Regions from separate parts of the Mus musculus genome. Here all the other regions are linked to region 1. The links are chromatin contacts, called in public HiChIP or PLAC-seq and capture Hi-C maps. All regions are on one chromosome and are shown on one strand. The core of a region is the stretch at or near the end of the contact, and the rest is flanking DNA. Distances in the headings are between cores, read along the strand shown.

Evidence for each region. HiChIP or PLAC-seq counts read pairs in DNA pulled down with a chosen protein or histone mark. Capture Hi-C pulls out chosen DNA fragments and counts their contacts.
Region 2: a capture Hi-C map of bone marrow-derived macrophages shows a contact between it and region 1, with 3 times the contacts expected there. The contact joins two enhancer-like sites. A contact is called at or near these places in 2 of 115 datasets of contacts at active chromatin or transcription factors (bone marrow-derived macrophages and embryonic stem cells) and 1 of 9 other capture datasets (bone marrow-derived macrophages).
Region 3: an H3K4me3 HiChIP or PLAC-seq map of bone marrow-derived macrophages shows a contact between it and region 1, with 4 times the contacts expected there. The contact joins two enhancer-like sites. A contact is called at or near these places in 3 of 39 promoter capture datasets (3T3-L1-derived adipocytes, frontonasal cranial neural crest and liver), 8 of 484 Hi-C or Micro-C datasets (3T3-L1-derived adipocytes, bone marrow-derived macrophages, cerebral cortex and 3 more), 20 of 115 datasets of contacts at active chromatin or transcription factors (acute myeloid leukemia, bone marrow-derived macrophages, cardiomyocytes and 13 more) and 3 of 9 other capture datasets (adipose tissue, liver and pancreatic islet).

The regions. Positions count from the first base shown.
Region 1 is chr9:40,782,770-40,786,007 of GRCm38.p6, reverse strand. Clmp (CXADR-like membrane protein) reads right to left here. Exons shown (of 7, transcript NM_133733.5): 7 at 689-3,238. Among named protein-coding and RNA genes, the nearest start is that of Hspa8, 17 kb to the left of the region's middle. Within about 2 kb of position 1,752, at least 171 of the 459 cell types and tissues checked have an H3K27ac peak or open chromatin away from gene starts, as enhancers often do. A contact at or near this core is called in bone marrow-derived macrophages, cerebral cortex and embryonic stem cells, where this site is marked.
Region 2 is chr9:40,580,635-40,583,872 of GRCm38.p6, reverse strand. No RefSeq gene overlaps it. Among named protein-coding and RNA genes, the nearest start is that of Gm48277, 24 kb to the right of the region's middle. Within about 2 kb of position 1,747, at least 87 of the 459 cell types and tissues checked have an H3K27ac peak or open chromatin away from gene starts, as enhancers often do. A contact at or near this core is called in bone marrow-derived macrophages, where this site is marked.
Region 3 is chr9:40,626,520-40,629,757 of GRCm38.p6, reverse strand. No RefSeq gene overlaps it. Among named protein-coding and RNA genes, the nearest start is that of Gm39319, 38 kb to the left of the region's middle. Within about 2 kb of position 1,442, at least 23 of the 459 cell types and tissues checked have an H3K27ac peak or open chromatin away from gene starts, as enhancers often do. A contact at or near this core is called in bone marrow-derived macrophages, cerebral cortex and embryonic stem cells, where this site is marked.

The sequences.
Region 1 (3,238 bases), core at 503-3,002:
TTTCTGTTAGATCTATGTGGACTTCTGAAAAGTTACTTGCAGATTCTGTGACTCTCAGTAGTCACTTCTCTTTTCAGATCCCACAGTGTAGGATTCTCTGTTGGTACTTAGTCTTGGCACAAAATACTTGCTTCACAATTATTCAAAGTCCCTCAGGGCAGCCAGTTCTGTGACACTTATGCTTAACATTCTGCCTTGAGAAGAAAAAAAGGATTTCATATACTGATGAGGCAGCCTGCTTTAATTACTTGTCTGCTGTAATTAACTTGACCATGATGATTTGGGCCTGTGGTCTTTCTCCTCTCATCTTTGGGATTAACTAGACCCCGGTAACTGAATTAAATAAAACTCGTGACTGAAACCAATCACTAATCATATACGGTCCGAGTTCTGTTCTTCTGGCAGCAAGGCATACATACATATCCTGTGCAGGTTAAATAGCCCCAGCTCCTCCTTGGGTGCCACCGTCCCTTATTTATTTTCTCATTGCTGTTACAAATGGACTTACAATCAATAACTGCTTTTGTGACAAGTACCACCCGGTTTACAAGGCAACACAGCAGACTGACACACAAACAGCATAGTACCAGAAACGAAACATACCATAAATACCTTTTGGAACAGCAATTCTGAAATGCTTTGTGTACAAGATGACAACAAAAACATTAATCTTACTATTTTACAAATGTCAGTTTGGCTTATATATTTTATTGAAACGGTTATTCTTTAAACATACACATTCCTCCTCCTGCATTTTCTTACAAACATTTATTATTACTTTTTTTTTTTTTGCTTTTGCCCATCAGTTTTTTGTTTGTTTGCTTGTTTTTGTTTTTTCCTTTTCTATTTGTTTCACATTAAAGACTCAGCTGGCTTGGTTTGCAAAGTCAATGGAATAAGGTTTGGAGCCAGTCATGGCTTTTGCTCCATCTTCAGCTCATTCTCTGTCTTATTTAACCGCGAATGGCTGATGCTGAGGCTCTGTCGTTACTAAGACTTCAGTGCCTTATCTCTCAGAATTTCTCAGCTCCCAGTATAATGTTTGGCGTGTTTTAATGCAGTTTTCCATTGGAAAGAGTTTCCAAAGTAATTTGGATATTCAGTGGTATTGGTTTCTAACAACACGTTTAAAGAATTGGAATTTCCTTTTCAGACAAAGGGGACTGATCCCTGCTTGCAAAGCACAGGCAGGAAATCCGATGCTCAAAGGCAGGGAACAGTGAGAAAATTGCTCCTGACAGCGCAGCTGCAGCCTTCATGGTAAGCTTGCATGGCTCAGGGACTCCAGGAATGAGAACGCTCAGAATTATATAGCAGGAGAGACATGTTGCTTGGATACCATCCTCCAAGAAGGATAAAGTGTAATCAGAGTAAGGGGCTTAAAATAAAAATCTTACAATGAGATAAGAGTTAGTATAAGAAGCATTCAAATATGCCGGTTCTCTCAAATGGACAGGCACCTGTGTTGTTTCCTCAATGTCTCTTATTTCTACCTCTTTAAAAGGAAGACAAAACTCAGGTTAGGACGGTCACTTTAGCATGCACAAAGCCCACCCAAACGAACCCCAAACAACTTAACGCAAGCATCATTTCCCAGGCACTTTAGAAGGAAATGTGTGTACATCCTGTGAGGATGCTCTTATGCCAATTAAACGTAGGAATAAGAAGCCAGAGACACAGGGCAGTGGTGAGCCTCAACCTTTTCCTGGAAGCATCCGAGTCCTGCTCCAGAGAACACTTCATCTCAGCAGCCACAGCACTTCCGCTTTTCTCTAGCCTTTGCCCTGGTCAACAATAGGAAATGCTCCGCTCCACCCACCACGACCAGCTGACTTTGCTTTGTTCTTTGAAGGGCTCATTCAGGTTTAGCAGCTGTGCCTTAAGTGCCCTAATCTTCAAAACCTTCTAAAAGGCAAGTTACTTGTCCTGGAAAGGCTGCCTTTTTTTTTTTTTTTTTTTTTAAACATTTCTCAGACACCTTTCTTCTCCTTGTGTGAGTTGTTTGATACTTTTGCTGGTAGTGAATCCTTTCTGCTAATTCCTTCCCAAGCGCCAACGCCAAAAATGTTAACAGCCTTGAGCTGAACCCACTCCCACCGCCCACCACCCCTTGTTTTGCTCACCACCTACTCCCTAATGGCAGTTTACTCCTTCCAAGTCTCTTGGAGTCTACCGCTGAGAAGAAAGACAGCGAGGATACCGTTCAACCTCTCAGCGGGGAGAGGGCCATGGGAGGGGTTTGGGTTTCAGTGCCTTTAGGAAATGATTGCTGAAAATTTAAGGCCTAGAATCATCAAAAGTCCCACATTTGCATCCTTCTAGAATGAAAGAATCGCCAAGTTTTGGGCCAGTATCAAATGTCCTTTGACCTACTGAGAGAAAGGTCTACTCTCCCTCTCTATTCCAAGCAGTCTTGAAATTCTGGTTGCTCTTGTTCCCAGAAAGAGGAGCAGGAAGTGGTATGCAAGGGGATCTTTCAACATCCCTGAGAGACTTTCTCTAGAGGACTGTCCCTAAGGACATTCATTAAGTGACATGTAGTGAGTATTTGTTTCTCCTAGAAACATCCAGCAGAGAAGTCTTTAGGGGAGTCAGTCAAATTGGAATAAAGAGCCACAACTGCCCCGGGATAATCGTCTTGATATCTGTTGTCAAGCCTCTGAATATCAAAAAGGAAAGCTCTTCAGAGAATCATGTCCCATCTTGGTTGGACTCCCTCCTTAGTTATTATTTTAGGGTTCGACGGAAATAGGAAGATTGGCTGTTGATGAGGTAAGAGAAAAGTCCCTTTTCTCTGTCTCCCACATTGCAAATCCTCCCCAACCAACGTTCAAACCTTATGACACAAGAAGTCAAGTCAAAGTAGAAAAAAAATGTGTTTCCTTCTTTTTTTTTTTTTTTTAATGTGAATTTCTTAAACGCAGTTCTCCCAGTACATGTTGCAGATAGGTATATTATAAGGCGTGGGCTTCTGTTTTGACTATCTGAATAATCACACTAATCCAATAAATTTGCAGAAATGAATAGAAAATTGATCTACGAGATTCCCGCTTCTTCTTGACTGTGGTGACTTGCAACATCCTAGGTAAGATGTTTCAGGTGTGTGCAGCCTCACCTTTCCCTTTATTTTCACCAAATAAGCTTGGGCCCCTCCTCCCCTCCACTCTGTCTGAAGGCACAGTGAGGTGCCTTTAGAGATAGATGGTCAGCCTCCGTCCTTGTGTTTGTTTGGTATCCT
Region 2 (3,238 bases), core at 498-2,997, 200 kb after region 1:
CAGAGCACCAGCATCTTGAGCAAGTTCCTAGGTGATGTTGAGGCAGCGGCCTAGGGCTGCAACACGAGAACCAGTCAGCAGATGGCGCCATCACTGAGTCTTGGCCTCCCCTGGGAGCCTAGGGAAATGGGTCAGCTTGGGCTTCTGACAACAGAAACACTGATCTTCCCAAGCAGAACCTGACCTGAGCATCTGAGGAAAGGAGCAGAGGGAGGTAGCAGCTGGTACTGGGCAGTAATCAGAGCTCTTCCCCACGCGTGTCTTTGCACTGTGGGTGTCCTCAGAGGAGACCTCATCCCTCTTTCGGGAGGGAGCGCTGTATCGTGCCAGCAGAAGCAAAAATTACATTGGTCACAGCAGAGCATCAGTCTTTCCCTTTGGAAAACATCCCTGAAGGATCCTTTTCAGTGATTCCAATTGAGGACTGAACCCAAGCAGAATCGTTCCAGTTAGGGATTGAAACCAAGTAAAAGAATCGTTCTTAAGGTTTTTAAAGTGATAGGTGGCGACAAAAGTCAACTTCTACAGTCTTAGCATGCTGCCTCTACATACCTTCTATCCACCCCCAACTCCCTCATCACTAACCAGCATTTTCCCGAGTGGAAAGGACCAGAATACCTGCCCCGAGATCTGAACTTGAGGCTCCCCAAAGGTTCTGCCCACTGGAAAGAGCTGACAGAATTAAATATAAAAGTCCCAGTGGTGGAAAGAGCCTTTCACTGCAGCGGGCTGCAGGAGATGCTAAGAAAGAAGGAGGAGAAAGTGCCTTTTAGGTTTAGCTATGTGCTGTCCTGCAGAACCTTCTGCTGTCTACACTGTCCCGGACACTGGTCACCAGCCGCAGGCGGTTGCTGAGCACTAAAGTGAGATAGGAATTTTTAAAGAAGTGAACTTAAAACGTGCATGTGAGCAGGTGCAGATGTAGGCCAGATGTCAACCTTGGGTGTCATTCTTCAGGTGCTGTCCTGTCCTCCCCTGCCCCCATCAGTCCCCTCACCCACCTTTTATCATTTGAGACAGGGTTCCTTACAATTCTAGAGCTCACTGTATATGCTAGGCTTGCTAGGTGGCCAGTGAACTCCAGGGATCTTCCTGCCTCTGCCTCCCCAGCCACGGGATTTTTAAGCCACACCCACCTTTTTAAAAATCTGGGTTCTAGGCTCATAATCAGGCCCTTATGCACATAACCAGACCCTTTTCCTAGAGAGCTATCTTCCCAGTCCGGCCCTCTTTTGAAGGTGCATTAGAGAATCTGTGAATACATTCAAAAGCTCCACAGAATCTACTTTCAGTTATTGAGTTTGGAGCCATAATGTAATTATAAAAATAAATGAAAATGAAAATGCAATCCTTAAATACTTTACCGACTAAACCATCTCTCCCGATCTCTAAAACTTTGATTTGAATGAGTTCGTCGAGGCATTCTCTAGCACAGTGTGTTGGCAGAGTACTCTGGTGGTTATCTGGGCCCGTGAAGGGCCTGGCTCTTGGCGCGTTGAAGGAGCAGGAGCACTTAGGTTGTTGTACGTAATTAGTGTATGGGAGCTTTCGGGTGGGGATTTTGATTAGGGAAGAGAGCAGGAGAGGTTGAGGAAGAGAGTAGGAAGAGAGAGCGAGCTCCTGGGCCTTGCTACATCTAAAACCTCCAAGCCCACCTCCATTGACACACTTCCTCTAACAAGGCCACACCCCTAATAGTGCCACTTCCTGTGAGCCCTTGGGGAACCATTGTCATTCAAGCGACCACAGGAGGTGACTAAGGAAGGAGGAAGGACTCTCAGTGAAATCCTTCTGGTGGCAGCAAGGGCTCAAGGGGACTTAAAACTGTTTAAGTGTAGGGGGTTGGGAACAGTAGCGGGGACTAAGAAGGGTACAAGTGATCTGCTCAAGGAAGTGGTGGGGGAGGGGTGGGCTCAGATTAGGAAGGGTAGGGAGATAAATGAGGAAGAAGAGAGTAAATAAGAGGAAGGATGTCTGAGAAAATCATGAGTCATTATATTAACTGTTCCCCTAAAGCCCCACCTAACATCACACACAAGCCTGCGTATTAATATACATAGATAATACAAGGAAAATGTTCTTCTTTGGGTGGACAATGAGCCCCTGAGAACTAAAGACCACCCAATAAAACCTCCAGTCCTCACATAGGAAGCCTTCTCTTGAGCTTTTGAATGGTGTTGTCCAAGAGACTCACAAGCCACACAAACTATTGTCATCGCTCCTGGCTGTGCCCCAAGATGGGAAAGGCAAATCCCTATTTCTGAAGACACCATGCAGACTTCAGACTGTGGCCCAAGGAGAGTTTGCTGCGAGGCTGTCTGTAGCAATGTCAGAAAGTATACCCGTAAAGTTTCACCAACAGGAGAGCCCAAAGATGAGGGGAACCAGAACACCAACTGTAGACATGCCAAGTGGATAGGGAAAAGCCCGCGAGACCCCAACCTACACAAAGAGCTACAGGCAACTGAGGAACGCTGAGGGTGGGAGAAGCAGCCTTCCCCAGGGAGGAGGAGCACACCAATTGGTTATCCAATGACATCCAATGGTCAGCCCTGAAAACATACATAAAGTAGCATCATACACACTGAGCCGGTCATATTTAGGAGTATATATGCATATGTATACATAGATGCATGCATATTTTAACAATCAATGAAAATAGAGGCCATGAATTTAAAAGAGAGTAAGGTGGAGTATATGAGAGTGTTTGGGGGAAGCCAAAGAAAGGGAGGAATGATGTAATTATATTATAATAATAATTATTATTTTTTAAAGATTTATTTATTATATATTAGTACACTGTAGCTGTCTTCAGACACACCAGAAGAGGGCATTAGATCTCATTACAGATGGTTGTGAGCTATCATGTGGTTGCTGGAATTTGAACTCTGGACCTATGGAAGAGCAGTCAGTGCTCTTAACCACTGAGCCATCTCTCCAGCATATTAACATATGTCAATTATATCATTTTAAAAATTACATTTGTTTATTTAATGTGTTTGTGTGAGCACACACATGCATGGCATAGTGTGGAGGTCAGAGGACAACTTGTGGGGTCAGCTGTCTCCTGCCACATGGGTCCTGAGTACAGAACTGTGGCTGTTAGGCTTGGCAGCAGGCACCTACTGAGCAGTATTTCCAGCCCTTAAGGGGGGTTTTGAACTGGAATGCCCAATATTCAATCTGAAGTTGTTTCCTGAGCTGTGTATCAGTGTCTCTTCTTTCTGTTACTTCATCT
Region 3 (3,238 bases), core at 193-2,692, 160 kb after region 1:
TTGCCCGGGACACCAGGGCAGCCTCCCGTGCGCCTCCGATCCCGATTGTGATTACCAAGCTTTCCCACAATGCTTGCCCTTTTGCTTCTTGTTGTAAAAGAGGCGCTTACGTTTGCACTTTCTCCCTCTTTATTTCAGTTGACCAGCTCCTTCACCCTGGAGCTAGAATGTCCAGCAGGAACTTTGCCACCAAGATCAAATCCAGGCGCCAAGATTCGCCAGCTCAGATAGCCTCTTGGCGCCCTTGCTTTCCTAGTGAGAAATGGAAGTGAGGATGCTTACCTCCCAGGAAGTAAGGATGTCAGGAATCCGGATACCAGGAATTATCCCTAGGAAGTGCTCTGTTTACCAACTCAGGGCAGGTTTCTTCCTTCCTTCCTTCCTTCCTTCCTTCCTTCCTTCCTTCCTTCCTTCCTTCCTTCCTTCCTTCCTTCCTTCCTTCCTTCCTTCCTTCCTTCCTTCCCTCCCTCCCTCCCTCCCTCCCTCCCTCCCTCCCTCCCTCCCTCCCTCTCTCTCTTTCTTCCTTTTTTTTTTTTTTTTTTTTCGAGGCAGGGTTTCTCTGTGTAGCCCTGGCTGTCCTGGAACTCACACTGTAGACCAGGCTGGCCTCAAACTCAGAAATCCGTCTGCCTCTGCCTCCCGAGTGCTGGGATTAAAGGAGCGCCACCACGCCCAGGACCTTTATTTCTGAATACGCCAGAGCTAAGGAGTAGATGCACGAGCCCTATACCATTGTCAACGTAACCCTACTGTCCAACAAACAGCATCAACACCTCCCGGAACACATTAGAAGTGCCACATATCAGGCTGGGCCCCAACCCTGCTACTGTAGACACTCTGTGGATGGGACACAAGCCCCGCCCCCTGTTGGTCGTGCCCCTTTCTCCACTTAGTTCCCTTTGGGGTCAGTTCCCCAACTGTATTCATATGAAAGCACAGCGTGGATCTCCGTGCAGGTGCCGGTTATAACCAGGAAAAAAAGGTGTGCGTGCCCACACATGTTTTACTGGTGTTGTCGTGATAATCCTTATTTCAGAAGCCTCTGGGTCTGGCCATGTCATTTATTCGCTCTCCCAGTTGAGCTGGCGATTTGGGAGATGGGCTTTAGGAGTTGGTAGGGACTCCTTCCTACGATTTGCTCATACCTGAGAATTGAAAATGTCCTGACTCGCAGCCTTAGAAATAACAAGCCTAGAGTCCTTCCCTGGAGGGACCTTGCCCTGGGGGTAGGGCTTTTCTGCCTTTAGGGGTGAGTTGGAAAGGCTGAGCTGGTAGTATGTCCACAGGCCTGTGAGTCAGAGGATTTTCTTGTTTATAGCAATCTTACCACCCTCTTTATTTTTGTTTGGTTAGTTATTTGCTAAGGGGCGGGACTTCCAGTAGCCCAGGCTGACCTTGGATCCTGACCTCTGCCAAGCAGCTTGCCTTCAGCTCCTAGGGCTGGGGATTGGTTAGACATCGCCCTCTTGTGGATAGCTAGTTTCACTGGCTCCAGATGGCACAGCGGCCTGCTACCGGCTTAGCACAAAAGTCCTTGGGTTGCTGACAAAATGGCTACAGGTTGCTTCTCTGGTTTTCTCCTTTCCTTGGCCCTCTCTTGCCAAGTGATTCTTCATGAACCCCGTGCTAATTTGGGGGCGACACAAGCATTTTACAAGCATTCCTCACTTGTAGCGAAGTGAACCAGGGGTGTATAGCATTTAATACAACAGTAGTATTCTGCTAATACTACTGCTAATACAAGGCAAGTCTCACCATTACGTTGTTCAAGATTATTCAGGTTAATTTTAGAAAAACATACAAATGACACCTGTCATTCACCAAGTAAATAATTTGCTCTTTATATGTCATTTTGTGGACCATTTCCCTGGGCGTTTCTACTTTGGTACTTTTTCCTATTTTTGCTTGAATTCTGCGTACATAGCTTAAGATCAAGATCCGGACAGAGCCAGGGCATGATGGTGCACATCTTGAATTCTGGCACTTGAGAGTAAGAGGCCAAGGCAGGTGAACCCCTATGAGTTCAAGGCCAGCCTGGTCTACAGAGTGAGTTCCAGTCCAGCCAGGGCTACATTGTGAGACCCTGTCTCAAAAGAATAAGAAGGAGGAGGAGGACAATAAGAAGAGGAAAGCGGGGCTGGAGAGATGGCTCAGCGGTTGAGAACACTCACTGGCTGCTCTTCCAGAGGTCCTGAGTACCATTCCTAGCAACCACAGGGTGGCTCACAACCATCTGAAATGGGATCTGATGTGTCTGAAGACAGGAGCAGTGTAGCGTAGTCATATACATACAATAAATAAATACATTTTAAAAAAGAAGAGGCAAGTGAGGGATGGGGGCTTGAGGGAGGGAAACAGTGTCAGCCCCCGCAATGCTGCAGACCTAGTCCTGGACTTGATGCCTCGAGGCATGTCGTCGTCCTTGGTAACGTGAGCCATCCATCCCCTTCATAGCTCAGCTAGGTCATTTAAATGCCGCTAACCCATGCTCCCCCTCCCCCATCCTTCCTTTTGCTTCTTTACCTTTAAGTTACACCTGCTCTTCTAATGCTCTTTCCTTTTGCTTTTAACATCCTTCTTCATTTTCCATGGAAGGAAAAGAAAGAGAAGAAAAAGAAACCCCAGTGCCTATTATTGTCTGAGCTAAGAATATGTTTTCTTGGTTCTTGGCTAGGAGTCTATAGCTCAGTGCTTTAGGGTGATATTTTACTCGACGATCAATAAAGCTTTTCCATTTCAGAATTATTAACCCTGGGTCTGCCATCGAAGTTAAAATATTTTTTCTATTCATTCCACATCCGATTCACATCTTTGTTCATCCGTTCGAGAGAGGGACAGCATTAATCACTTCAACGATATCCACAAAGGATATTTCTGTTCTTGGCTCTGGGGGGTTCGAGCCGTATTTGTAGACAGAAGGGGCTTAAGTGGGGACTGAAGGGAAATGCAAACACGATTCGCTTTAGATTTTCTGGTGAGCGTTGAGACAGGGCAGCAAGGATAGGGAGGTGGATAGCTCCATTAACTCTGTAGGGGAAGCTGCTTGGAATAGCTGCCTGTTTGCATGGGAGCTAAATAATGAGAAGGAACCAGCAGTGTGGCACCTCGGGGCAGAGCCTCTGGGCAGCAGGGTTAGCAAGGATACAAGTCCCCTGGTGAGACTCAACCTCTGCAGGAGCTGCGTATGGACAGCTGAGGCCACAGCAAGAGGAACAGAGGGAGGTAGGCTTAGAGAGTC